2 separate regions of the Mus musculus genome follow, and region 2 is linked to region 1. The links are chromatin contacts, called in public HiChIP or PLAC-seq maps. All regions are on one chromosome and are shown on one strand. Each heading gives the region's core, a stretch centred on a gene start, on an enhancer-like site or on the middle of the called end of the contact. The rest is flanking DNA. Distances are from core to core; before and after follow the strand shown.

What was found. HiChIP or PLAC-seq counts read pairs in DNA pulled down with a chosen protein or histone mark.
Region 2: an H3K27ac HiChIP or PLAC-seq map of acute myeloid leukemia shows a contact between it and region 1, with 2.9 times the contacts expected there. The contact joins the promoter of Rnaseh2b here to the enhancer-like site in region 1. A contact is called at or near these places in 2 of 39 promoter capture datasets (cranial neural crest and embryonic stem cells), 7 of 115 datasets of contacts at active chromatin or transcription factors (the 230-238 cell line, acute myeloid leukemia, bone marrow-derived macrophages and 2 more) and 1 of 9 other capture datasets (embryonic stem cells).

The regions. Positions count from the first base shown.
Region 1 is chr14:61,754,146-61,761,051 of GRCm38.p6, forward strand. No RefSeq gene overlaps it. Among named protein-coding and RNA genes, the nearest start is that of Gm46480, 51 kb to the left of the region's middle. Within about 2 kb of position 3,481, at least 129 of the 459 cell types and tissues checked have an H3K27ac peak or open chromatin away from gene starts, as enhancers often do. A contact at or near this core is called in the 230-238 cell line, acute myeloid leukemia and bone marrow-derived macrophages, where this site is marked.
Region 2 is chr14:62,328,425-62,335,330 of GRCm38.p6, forward strand. It overlaps Rnaseh2b (ribonuclease H2, subunit B), which reads left to right and starts at 3,644. Exons shown (of 11, transcript NM_026001.3): 1 at 3,644-3,752. The coding sequence starts at 3,692. It overlaps Gm41173 (a long non-coding RNA gene), which reads right to left and starts at 3,631. Exons shown (of 2, transcript XR_874686.3): 1 at 3,438-3,631; 2 at 1-1,904.

The DNA of each region.
Region 1 (6,906 bases), core at 2,231-4,730:
TGGCAAAGTGGCTGGATACAAAATTAACTCCAAAAAAACATCAGTTGCTCTCCTTTATGCAAATGATAAATGGGTGAGAAAGAAATTAGGGAAACATCACCCTTTATAATAGCCACAAGTAATATAAAATATCTTGGTGTAACTTTAACCAAACAAGTAAAGATCTTATAACAAGAACTTCAAATCTCTGAAAAAAAGGAAATTGAGGAAGATCTCAGAAGATAGAAAGATGATTTGTGCTCATGGATCAGTAGGATTAACAAAGTGAAAATGGTCATCTTACCAAAAGCAATCTACAGATTCAATACAGTTCCCATCAAATTTCCAACACAATTCTTTACAGAATTTTCTTGAAAAAAAATTCTCAGTTTCATATGGAAAAACAAAAAACCCAGGATAGCTAAATCAATCCTGAACATAAAAGAACTTCTGAAGGTATCACCATCCCTAATCTCAAGCTGTACTACAGAGCAATAATAATAAAAACTACATGGTATTGGTATAGACACCAATTGGTATAGGTTGATCAATGGAATTGAATTAGTGATACAGAAATAAACCCACATAACTACGGACACTTAACTTTTGACAAAGAAGGCAAAAATCATACAATAGTTAAAATAAAGCATCTTCAACAAATGATACTGGTTTAGCTGGATATCTGCATGTAGAAGAATGCAAATAGATCCATATCTATCAGCCTGCACAAAACTCAAGTCAAAATGGATCAAAGACCTTAATGTAAAACATATACACTAAATCTAATAGAACAGAAAGTGGGGAGTAGCTTTGAACTCATTGGTATAGGAGACAACTTCCTGAACAGAATACTGATTGCTCAGGCGCTAAGATCAACAGTTGATAAAGGAGACCTCATGAAACTGAAAAGCTTCTATAAGATTCTCAATAGAGGAATCTTTAATGGACGAGAAGCACTTAAAGAAATGTTCAAAGTCTTTACTCGTTAGGGAAATGCAAATCAAAATGACCCTGAAATTTCTATCTTACATCTGTCAGAATGGCTAAGATAAAAAGCTCAAGTGATAGTATGTGCTTGTGAGGGTATGTAATAGGGGGAACACTTTTCCATTGCTGGTGGGGGTGCAAACTTGTACAACCCATTTGGAAATCAATTTGGCACTTTCCCAGAAAGCTGGGAACAGTTCTACCTCCAAACCCAGCAATACCACTCCTGGGCATATACCCAAAAGGTGCCCCACTATATACCAAAGGGACACGTTCATACCAGCTTTATTCACAATAGCCAGAAACTGGAAACAACCTAGATGTCCCTCAACTGAAAAATCAAGAAAATGTAGTATATCTATACAATGGAATACTATTCAGCTATTAAAGACAAAGACATCATGAATTCTGCAGGCAAATAGATGGAACTTGAGAATATCATCCCAAGTGAGATAACCCAGACCCAGAAAGACACATACAGTGTGTGCTCACTTATAAGTGGACATTAGCCATAAATTACAGGATAACCATGCTACAATCCACAGACCCACAGAAACTTGGCAATAAAGAGGTCCCAAGGGAAGATGTGTGAATGTCGCTCAGAAGAGAAATTAGATAGCTATCAAAGGTGGATGGAGAGAAGGGAAGAGGTGGGAATAGCGGTGAGGAGGGGAATGGGGATGGTGATTAGGTGAAGGAGAGAGGGCTGGGAGTGAGAGTGGTAATGGTGGGGGTGGGGCGGGGATCTCTGGTGACTAGCAGGAGGCCTGGGACTGGAGAGGATTCAGGAGTTTATGGGAGTGACTCTAGCTTAGATTCCTACTAGAGGGTGATATAGAGACTGAAATGGCCACCTCCTGTAGCCAGGCAGGACTTCCACCCACAAAACCTTTAACCAAAGTTTTGTCCTGCCTACAAGATGTACAGGAATAAAGATGGGAGCAGAGATTGAGGGAACAGCCAATCAATGACAGACCCAACCTGCAGAGACCCACCTCATGTGAGAGAGCCAACCCCTGGCACTATTAACTCTGCTATGCTTGCAAGATAGGAACTGAGCACAACTGTCTCCTGAGAGTCTCCATCCAGCAGCAGATGGAGGCAGAGATGCAGAGACTCACAGCCTAACATCAGGTGGAGCCTGGGAAGTCCCCTGGAATCGTGGGGGATGGAAATGAGCAAGGAGGAGGACCAAGGACACCACAAGAAGAGCCACAGAGTCAACTAACCTGAGACCATAGGGGTGCACAGAGCTTGGGCCACCAACCAGGCAGCATGCAGGAACTGGATCTAGACCCCAGACCCATCTATAGCAAATGTATAGCTTGGTTTTCCTGTGGCTCCCTTAACAAGTGAAGCAGGGGCTGTCTTAGTCTCTGTTCCCTGCCAATGGATCCTCTTCCCCTACCTGAACTGGCTGGTTGGGCCTTAGTAGGAGAGGATATGCCTAGTCCTGCTGGGACTAGATACCCCAGGGTAGGGTGATACCCAAGACAGGGTGGGGGTGGGGGGTGGGGGGGTGGGGGGTGTCTCCCCTTCTCTGCAGAGAAAGGGAAGGGGCAATGGGGGGAATGAGAAGGGGAAGTGGGACTGTAAAATAAATAAATAAAAAAAAAGAATGAAATGCACACATACACAGTGGATTGACAGACTTATGATAAATGCACACAGCTGTAAACCCTGATCAGGGTTGGCTCAGAATGTTGCCACCATTTCAGGATGCTCTCTTTGCACTCCTTCCTGTCATCTCCACCCTGCCTCAGAGGCAACTGTCCTGACTTCTTGCCTAACATGGTGTATTTACATATATAACCATGCAACTGCTTTGGGGAGTGAAAAAAAAAAAGACCTTTTATTTCATTGTTAACACTGAATCTGAATTCCTGGCTGGTTAAAACGTGGCCTCCAGGTCCTTGGGGCTCAGAATTATAGATTTCCATCCAGGGCAGATCAGGGCTCAGTGTCCAGTTGACAACAGAAGCCTTAAATGCTTTCTTAGGCAGCTCATCCTTATGACAAGACAGGAGTGAAAATGGGAAGAGGGTTTGGGAAGAGAAACTGGCTGAAGGATTTTAGTCACTGAATGCACACAGACCTGCCAGGCGGCTTGTCCAGTGGGGGCGGGGCAGAGGATTTTTTTCCCCCCCAAGCCCAGGCTGGGAAGGAAGGTCCACTCTTGCGCTTCCTTCTCCATAGGTTCCTCTTTCTCTAACTCATTCTGGTTTCCATCCTCTTCCTCGCCTGCTGGGGGTGAGGCTGTGATGGGAACACTGGGCTCTGGAGGTGTTCCTTCCCACAGTGTTCTCTCTCTCTCTCTCTCTCTCTCTCTCTCTCTCTCTCTCTCTCTCTCTCTCTCTCTCTCTCTCTCTCTCTCTCTCTCTCTCTCTCTCTCTCTCTCTCTCTCTCTCTCTCTCTCTCTCTCTCGGCAGGGCTGGGGAGGGAGGGAGAGCAGCCAGCCCGCCTTGGTCGTGAGTCAGCAGCTCTCCCCTCCTACCCAGGGAGAGGCTGTGCCAAGTCGCCCGCCCTCCCAGACTGGAGCACAGAAGTCCCTAGGGACCGTGTCTGGTGGGACATGGAGAAAGTGAGAGCCTGCCGCGGGCATGCCACGTGTTCCTGAGCGTGTGCACTCCGCTGAGCAGTTCTTACATAGCCTTCCTGGGCCTTTAGAAAGCATTTGAAAGTGGTTATGTATGGGAAGGCATGGCACAAATGCAAACAAGTTAAATTGCGTCTAGAATGTATAATGCAGTTTTCAAAACGTTATAAAACCTCTCGAAGAGGGGTTTCCTCTTTTAAGTTTTTGTTTAATTCTTGTGAACAGCCTTAAATACAGTTCAGCTTTGCAGTGTGCAGGCGTAGGGAGCATAACTAATTCTGTCCCCAGGAGATTACTTTGTCTTTGGAAGCGCCATCGTTTGTACTATTTTTAGCCAAGGAACCATATGCATTTTCGAGTAAAAAGCTGTCCTATTACTGTTTGGTAGTTTGTTTTTTATAAAACCACATACTGTTAGATAATGAAGAGAAACATTTCTAAGCTCAGGTTGCATATATTGTGAATCACGTGCCTTTCCCTTCATTTTGAATAAATACATAATAAAAATCCCTGTGATTTATTTATTTTCACATAGCTTACTTGCCTCCCAAGATTCACAAGATCTATTTCAGTAGTTGCTAAAAAGTAAATTCCCGAAATCCCATATTGTGTAGAACTATCTCAGGAACTCTGTCTGAGTTTAACAAAAGCGCTGTCATAGCAACATCTGGTTATATGTAATAGAGAGTATGTTGCATGTGCATATCTAAAGAAATGTAATATGGCATTTCCACCTCCAGTTCTGGATACAGTGATACAAGTTTTAACTACTCAAAACCTTTAGTGAGGACAGTTTACTGATTAAAAATGTTCAGTAGCAGGTGTTGCATCTCACATGTTCCTCTTGTCTAAAAGATGGCTTCATTGGGGCTGGCTTACAGGTTCAGAGGTTCAGTCCATTATCACCAAGGTGGGAACATGGCAGCGACCAGACAGGCATGGTGCAGGAAGAACTGAGAGTTCTACATCTTCATCTGAAAGCCGCTGGAAGACTGGCTTCCTGGCAGCTATGACAAGGGTCTTAAAGCCCACACCCACAGTGACACACCTACTCCAACAAGGCCACACCTTCAGACAGTGCCACTCCCTGGGCCAAAAATATGCAAACTATCACAGTGTATTTGTGTGTGTGTAGATTCAGTGCTTGGCTTGCCCTGGATGTAAGTGAAACCGCCTGCCCTGAAACCTTCAGATAGGTTATCGTATTGCTGAAGAAGCTCGTTATGATCACTTCAGTGGGGTGACTTGTGACTTACTAGTCCCCTTGTGAGAAAGGTGATCATTTCCTGAAGACTAAATAGTAGGGTTTTTTTTTTTTTTTTTGGCCCCTCTCTTGGTATGAAGCATGCAGAGGGAGTGTGCCCTCAGCCTTAAAGATCCTTGATACTTGAGGTAGAGCGACTTTCACCATTGAGCCCTCACCACTGCCACAGTGAGCTGTCTGTGGAAATAGTCTTTCCTCCAAGGCCATTTTCATTTTAACACAAGTGAAGAACTACAGAGCTCTATCATGGGGTAAGCCGTTTGCAATCATTTTGTTCTAAAATGAAACACTGGCCAATGACAAACAGCTTTGTATTCTAAGGTGACGATAAAACTGGAAAAAGTCTTTTTTTTGCAAATCTTCTTAAGGATCAGGACTGAGTGCAGGTCCAGTCAAGTGTTGTCCAGAGACTTTCCTAGGAGTAAAGCAGAATCTCAGGGTGGTGCCTGGTACAAGTCTCTGAAGATGCTGGTGCTCTGACAGGAGCAAGATGCTATGCACAAAAGTGTTGGGAGAATGTGAGTCTTTATTGCTTGTAAGAATATTTTTGCTTTGAATTTTATATATCTGTGTTTTAGTTTAGATTTTTGATCTAGCATAAGCAGAATTCTAGTCTTCAGTAGCTGGCTAGACATAGCATATTAACCTTCAAAAAATTTAAAGGTATTATTTCATGTTTTGTAAAAATAATGAAACTCACCATAAGCAACTTTAAGAACCACTGGTATTTTATAAGTAACAATGAATTAGTGTCAGAAGTGTGTGTGTGTGTGTGTGTGTGTGTGTGTGTGTGTGTATCTACCACATCTACTAGGCCAAACAGCAGCGGATTCCTCACTAGGGCCCATGACTTTCCCAGTCTTGGGGTTTGAATAGGTTTATAGCACCAGAAGTGAATTTCCTTCTGTGAAACGGACCCAAAGGCCAAGCACAAAGTGTTAGTTATCCCTGTAACAGACTTGACATCATTTGTACCAATGGGCACATCTTGTCTGGCCACTCAATGGTGCTGCATGCAAAGTCTACAGCTGAGTAAGGTAGTTGGTAAGAACTCTGTCTTGGCCACCTGAATAGCAATCTGAAGGATAGCTAACATGGAGGAAGCTTCCAGCCCAGTATCACATTATTATTTTTCTATGTTTTTATGATAGCTGCATGTGGTGTGAACAGGATCTCACCATCTAGGTCTGGTGGTCAACAAATGTCACGGGCCAACCAGCAGCTCGTGAGGAATGGTACAACTGAGATGGCAGCTCGGGCTGAAAGAGAGGAACTAAACAGACGGAAGAAAGAACGGAGCCAAGTCAAAACGGACTCTGATCAAAGCTCAATTATACTATCCCAACACGCAGTTTATGAAGGAGGGGAAGGGGGGCCGATTCCTGCCAAATAGTCCTGGAGTCCAGTAGCAGGGTGACCACGTGTATGGCTCTGAACAGCCAAGCTGCAGGTTCCAGCAGTGGGCGTGGCAGAACGATTGAGCGGCAAGCTCCATCCAGGTGTAAACAGTGGAACCATTAAGGCTGGGGGAGGGGAAGCTACAAACAAATATCAGTGGCAATTGCTCATATTGTTTCTGGGATCTTAGTGGCTTCCCCATCAATAATTGCAGGGAGTTAGCCAACCTCTGGCATGAGGCTTTTATTTAATAACCTTAAAGCTTTATCCACTTGCACAGGATACTCGAGGGGTAAATTCTAATTCTGGCATTGCCTAAGGTGACTTTGGGTAAGCCTGGGCAGGTGTGTGTGTGTGTGTGTGTGTGTGTGTGTGTGTGTGTGTGTGTGTGTGTGTGTGTGTTTATAATTGACTCTGAAAGAGAGATTTTCAGGAGGCAGAGAGGTGTAGGATAGCTGCTGTCACTGAGAGAAGCCTATATTGAGTATATAGGTGTCTGCAGTGTATGCAGAGTCCATCTGCTTCCCCTGAATTTGTTCTGAGTTCGTTTTGACTCAAATAAACAACCTGTTATCTTTTAATGGAGTCATAAGTTAGAGGAGAATTGTTACGCTATTCACATATCTCTCTTCCACCTGAAGGTCTGCTGCAGCGAATTGTTCTGGATTTGCTTTGTCTGACC
Region 2 (6,906 bases), core at 2,394-4,893, 570 kb after region 1:
TAATATTTTGTCTCTTATTCTAAACCTTATGCCATGCCTTCCTTTCTGTAACCCTGTAGTTAACAGGCTGAGATTTTGGACATATATTCAACAGTAAGGTTGTCAGTTCCCTTTTAGTTTAGTTCCTTAACTCTCAAGCCTCCACATGCTTCTTGAAATCCCATGACATTTTAAAACAGAAACATGTACACAGAGTTCCTGTCTACAAAGTCCCCTCTGTGTGTGTGTGTGTGAGTGTGTGTGTGAGTGTGTTGGACGAGCCTGGGGCATGCATGTGCAAGGTTACATGTACACATGTGGAGTCCAAAGGTCAGTCAGGTGTCTTCCTTCCTCAGTCTCTGCCAGGTCTCTCGTGAACCTGGATGGAGCTCACTGTGAGAGACAGCCAGCCCCAGCGCGCCTCCTGACTTGGCTCCGCCCTCAGCTCTGGATTAAGGTGCTACCACTGCACTTGGCTTTTCCATTTCTGCTGGGGACTGGATCCAGATCGGCAATTACCAACTACTCAGCTCTCCAGCCCAGCTAGTTACTTCCTAGACAACTTAGTTGATCATTGTTAAAGTTTAGGGACTAACATTTCCGTCATAAATACAGGGGCAACCTTTCACAATTTAAATAGTGTATCCTTTTAAAATCTTCACAGCTACAAAACAGAATAAATTTCATTTGTAACAAATCATAGAACCTGGATATAATCATAATAAGAAGTAAGCAAGGCTGATTTGCCTTGGCTAGAAATTTGAGGAAGACATCTAAAACAACTACAACAAACACGTATTGTTTTTATGCTTAAAGTAGAGAAATCACAAGTGTTTAAAAAATAAGCTTTATGCAGGGAGATGGCACAGGGAGATGGCACAATGGATAAATCGCTTATCATACAAGTATGAGGACCAGAGTTCTGATTCTCAGAACTCTTGTAAAAAGATAAGCTGTCACAGCAGCCACCTGTCATGTCAGCACTCTGGAGGCAAAGAGAAGGGCTCCTCAGAGCAAGCTGTCCAGCTAGAGTAGCTGGAGTCAGTGAGTCTGGGGCTCAGTAAGAGCTTACCAAGTAAATAAACTGCAGAGCAGCTGAGAAATATACCTGATGCCAACTTTGGGTCTCTACCTATAAACACGCATAAGTACATGCTCACCTCTACACATATGTACTCCCACATGAACACACACACAAACCACAAATGTGTGAAAAATCATTCTCTTACTACATGAATTACATGAAGAGAGATAAGGGATGTGGGTCTTTACTCATCAATAGGAGTCACGGGACTCTTAACAAGAGACTGACCCATGACTTGCAGAAGTTTCACCATTTTCACGTTAAATGCCATTTCCTAGTTTTGTTATTGAGCAAAATGCTGGCCAAAAGACTCACAGTATTAAAGTTCACTGGCCTTTAGCATGTGCCCATGCCACAGCACATTGTGGGGGTCAAAGGGCAACTTTCAGGAGTCAGATCATTTCTGCTCCATCATTTGGGTGGTTATTGAACTCAGAGGAACCTCAAAGTAATAAAATTGATGCTATGATGTATTAATAATAAACTGGCTTAGGAAACACCAAGGTACACAGAGTAGAATTTAGCTAAAGGAACTCTGCCTCGTGCCTGGGAGAGAAGTGCCCTAACGAGGCTTGTGAGGAACTGTGGAAGAAAACTCTGTACCACAGTAGACGTTTAGGATTACTGAGAACGTTTCTGCTAATTCTTGGTCACCAAGACTGATTTCCAGTTAAGCTCTAGTCCCATAACAAGGCTTACAACTAGCCATTAGGCATATCCCCATATCAAGAACATGCCTCCGAGGGGTGGCTCAAGGGAGTAGCACAGGGTCACAACCATCATTAAGTCCTGGTCTGTCCTCAAGTTCTCTGTGCTCTCAACAGGAAACGTGTAATTCTGCCTGGTGGACAAGAACAAAAGGAACACTAGTGTACTTAAATAGTTCAGGCAATATCTTTGCTGAGTAAATCTCCCATTTGCCCAAGCAAGGGACCAGACCTGCCGTCTCTTGTGTCTGTTTAAACTTTCCAAAGTGTAACCTGGGGCTGGAGCCTGAAAGATTTATGTGAAATGCATAAGCCTAAAATGTAAGCTAACAACATCTTCTCTATAAGGCCTCCTCCCTGAGCATTAGACACACACACACACACACACACACACACACTATCATTAAAAACCATTTCCATTATTAATCCCTCAGTGTGCAGTGATTTCTCTGTGGCTGGGCATGGGAATCCTGTTAATCCTCTGTGTACTGAACCACCTTGATGGTCCAATTGAGTCAAAATTCTTAATTCTCAGCCAGCATGAAACGCAAAGCCAGTCCTAGGGGGACCCCTTTCCCTCCAGAGTCCTCTTCTGTCTTTGTATCCTGACTCATCTTCCTGACTCTTATCCACAGCCAGGGGAGACTAGCACAGGAATAGAGCTGTACTGGGTAAAGCAGTTCTCACTGTGGCCAAGTGCTGGGACAGTTGCTGCACAAATGACACTGATCTTGCTTTTGTCTGAGAGAATCACGAAATGTCCCTGCGTGGCCTTATTTTTTCGTGGTCTTACAATGGTCTGGTCAGAGGTGGGTATTATATATATATTTTTTTTAATTAGGTATTTTCTTCATTTACATTTCAAGTGCTATCCCAAAAGTCCCCCATACCACCCCCCCCTACCCACTCACTCCCACTTCTTGGCCCTGGTGTTCCCCTGTACTGAGGCATATAAAGTTTACAAGACCAAGGGGCCTCTCTTCCCAATGATGGCCGACTAGGCCATCTTCTGCTACATATGCAGCTAGAGACATGAGCTCTGGGGGTACTGGTTAGTTCATATTGTTGTTCAGAGGTGGGTATTTTTAAGGGCTTCATGCCTCAGGAGGGAATCTCAGCCTATGTTTTAAGATCCAGACCAACTTCTGGTTGCTCTATGTAATTTCTCAAAAGCTTTGACCACCTTTATAACTCAGACCTCCACATTTATGTTGCCTGTGTCTCACATTGCTCCCTCTACAAAAACAAAATACAAAGTGCCACTAGACTGGATAACAAAAGACATAAAGTGCATAGTCTGCCTAGAAAGAACACTTCAGAACAAGCTTCCTGATCGGCAGCTGGCCCTTTGAGAGAATCCCCTCTCCACCTCCCTAGTCAGGGCTTAATTGTTTTCTCTATAGCCCCGAGGTGAGCCCTAGGCAACAAGACACCACTTTTGCTCACAACCATTCTAGCACTTGGGAGGTTCCTGATCCAGTATTCAAAGCCAGCCAGGGCGGCATACTTTGAAGGTCAGTCCCCGCTGGGTGGTGGACCTTGTGTCAAAACCAAACCACACCCAAACTAAGTCTCGTTAATACTCTAAAGATTTATCCTAAATAACAAATTCGTATGTTGAACTCCAAATTATAAGCATAATTTGGGTTGTATCTTTAAAAAATTACCTTAACTATCAAATTGGCCCACAGCCAATTTGAAGGCTGCTCGCCCGCATTAGGAACCTCAATGTATGAAATACACGCACGAGCAGCGCCCGTAGAATGAGAGTGAGAAAAACGAGGAGCTCCACACCCTCCACTGACAGCAGGGCCCGCGCAGATTTCAAAAAAGGAAGCCGAGCGGGCGGGCCCGGAAATGGAGGCAGGCTGGTGGCCCCGGTTGGCGGGCCCCTCGGCGCCACTTCCGGCAGGGCGCGACCATGGCCGGAGGTCGGGACCGCGGGGACTTGGCGGCCAGGCAGCTAGTGTTCCTACTTCCAGGTAAACGCGGGAGGCGCGTGGGCCTAGGTCGCTGGTGGCGGCAGCGGCAGCGCGGGTTTTTTTTTTTTCCCAGGCCAGCACCGGTCCGCAAGGTCCTAGCGAGCGCGGACCCGGATTCGGTGCCCCGCGCTTTGCTAAGCATCCTGGTCACGTGTCACAACACGCGGGAAAACTCCAAACCCGGAAGCGACGGCAGCGTTTGCGCGGATTCCCTGGGGCGGGTCCAGCCACTCGGCCTGCGGCGGGCAGCGGGGGTCCCGGGACTCTGCTGTCCCCTGGGAGTTACTGGATCTCTGTAGCTCAGCGTCTAGAATCTTACCAGCTCCAAACCAGAGGTCGCAGTAGTCCCATGCTGAGCCGCTCTGCTGCTCTGGAAAGGCAAGGGTGGCCAGGCATAAGGGAGCCTGGATGGGGTTTATGTGAGCGTGGTTTGAAACAATTCCAGGACATGGTGACAGTCAAAAATCCCAGAACCAGGCCACTCAGTGTCCCTGTAGATGATGACCAGCTATCAGGGCATGTGGTGGCATGCGACAGCCATTGCCATATGAGGAGGGCAAGTGAAATAAATTTGGGTTAGGGAATGCAAGCCAGAAACACTCTGTCATTTTACAATGATACATTTGATGTTAGAATACGCGTGAAGAAGGAAACTTCCCAGTCACTTTAATTTTGAGTTTTAGTTTAGCAAATGCAGAGCATTTTTACAGCAAATATATTTCACCAGGGTATAGATATCCAGTGATGATAATTTTTATAATCTTTATGTAACGACCTGACACTTACTTTGGATACACAGCTTCTCTCCTGTGTAAAAAGTTAAACACATTCAAGTGTATGGATTTTGGGTTTGCAGCTCACTCAACTGAACCCTGTATGCTGCTGACCAAGAAGAGTAGCTTTCCAGCTAGCAGCTCATACACCCGTCTTCTAGAGAACCCCAGGCTTTCTGTCATCAAATTAGTTTTGCCTGCTTGGACCCCTGTGACTTTTGTATCTGTCTTCCTTCCCTCCGTACCACGTCTGCCAGATCCATCCATGGCTGTTCCATGGGTTTTGTTGGCTGGTTCTTAAAAATTGCTTCTGGTTTGCTGTATGCATATCAATGCTACTACTCTCCGGAGGATGGATGGCATTAGGTGTTCCTCCTGGTTTGCACCTAGTAGGAGTTACACCTCTGGCAGCATTCTTTTGAGGCTGTTGGTGGACATTGGCATTCATTTCTTCGGAGTGTCTGTATCCTGGAGTGGAAGCTGCTTTTGGGTGCTTGTTGGGTTAGCTTTAGTTCTGCAGAATGGTTTTCTGAAGTGGTTGATACGGCTTCGTCCTGACTCCAGCTGCCTATGATGAGTCCAGTTAAGCCGTAACCTCACTGATAGTGCTTGGTAAAGCAGCTAGTGAGAATTCCTGGTGTTGGTGAGCCATCAGAAGGCTAGCTGAACACCTTAGTTTAGCTGGGAGAGGGGAGAGCCTCCTTTCACCCTTCTGTTACATCAGTATATTTGATTTTTGTAGTAGGATCCCTAATCATTCTTTTTGCAATCAAACATGTTAATACTATATAGTAGTTTGCAATAATTTGAGGGGTTTTGTTTTGTTTTGTTGGCTGTTTCACTGACATTAATTTCCTTCTTAAAGTGTGTCATAATCGTACCAAGCACAAAACTGAAAAGACTCGATGTTGAATGCATCCCTCAAAGAGAAAGGTGTAGTAGATCTACTGGGAGGGAGGGGTGAGACGCATTGCCACCTGGTTTCTGTTCAAAGCTGAGGTGTCTGTCCTCTCACCTTTTTTTACCCTTCAGGCAAGGTGCTCTCTCACCTACTCATTAGGCTGATAGTGGTTGAGGGTTCTAAAACTTAAAACTTGGGCTTCCTGACTTCTGCTCTTCCAGGTGGCCTTTAGTGCCACCTGCAGGCTCTAAGGGTCCAAACACGTTTGATAGCAGCTATGGGGTCTGCCCTCCAATGTAAGGGCACCGGCCTCCTGGGAGTGAGACTTCATTTGTGAAGGTTCTGAGCTAGTCTGTCCTGGGCTAAGACCCAAAAATATGCTTGCTCTTCTAGTAAAGACTCAAGCACCGTTACTGGCTGGTCTAATACCCCCCGGAACTGCTGTATCGAGGACCAGCCTGGGGAGCTGGGGTCCTGGGTAACCGCACCTGAGGCTTGACTGCTTGAGGGTTCACTGTTCTGAAAGTGAGCAGAGCTTGTATACATTCAGGGCACAGGCAGCTAACCTTGGCTTGACATTTAATTTACATTCAAGTTGCCTCTGGTATGTCCCGAAGGTTACATCTTAAAGTTGATTACAGGGTACTTCTCAGTTTTGTTTTGTTAAGTTGAAGCCTCCTAGACAAAGGAAAGCTGGAACTCAGAGAGTGGACTGTGCTAGCTTCCTTTTCACAGACAAGCTGGGGTGTTGCAGCAAGGTGGAATGGGTCTTTGCATCTGGAATGAGCATACTGCACCTCCGATGTAATTGGGAATGCTACACTGCTGTTTAATTACTCTAAGACCAGTTACTTTGGGAACATGTTATAAGGTTCCAGAAGGTCATATTCTTAATACTGGTTTTCTTTTGTCAATCTGTTGTACACTTGTCTGGTCTACTGAGCTGGGCCAGTTGTGAGAGTTAGTCAGGAGCACATCAGCTCACTAGAGTAGGCAGGAGACTGCCTGCGGCTGTTGGGGAAGACTGTTAACAGGATTCACCTCCCAGGAAATGTGTACATTGAAAACCCTAGAGTTCTGGGGGCGGGGGGGGGGGGAGAGATGAAAATCACGTAGGACTCTTGTATATAGGCCCACATAGCTTGAGTAAAAACGTCCTTAATCAGCACCACCCACTCCTACCTCCACCCCACCCTCCCACCCGTGAGTGAAGAAGTTTCCAGATCGAACTGGGCTTTAGAGCCAGTCCTCAGTTCTGTTGAGTTCCCTCTGGGTACTGCAGAGCTCCAAAGGAAGCTTCCTTGTTTGTCATTTCCACAGGCAACCCAGATGTAATGGCCAGTTTGTTTGGAGGATAAAGGACAGGTAGCCTTTGGGGAGTCCCTGCCTGCCATCCTAGCCATTCGCGGGCAGTAGCTTTTCAGCCTGGGGCATCGTGATGACCACAAATGACATCTAAATACAAAACAAAGCAAGAATT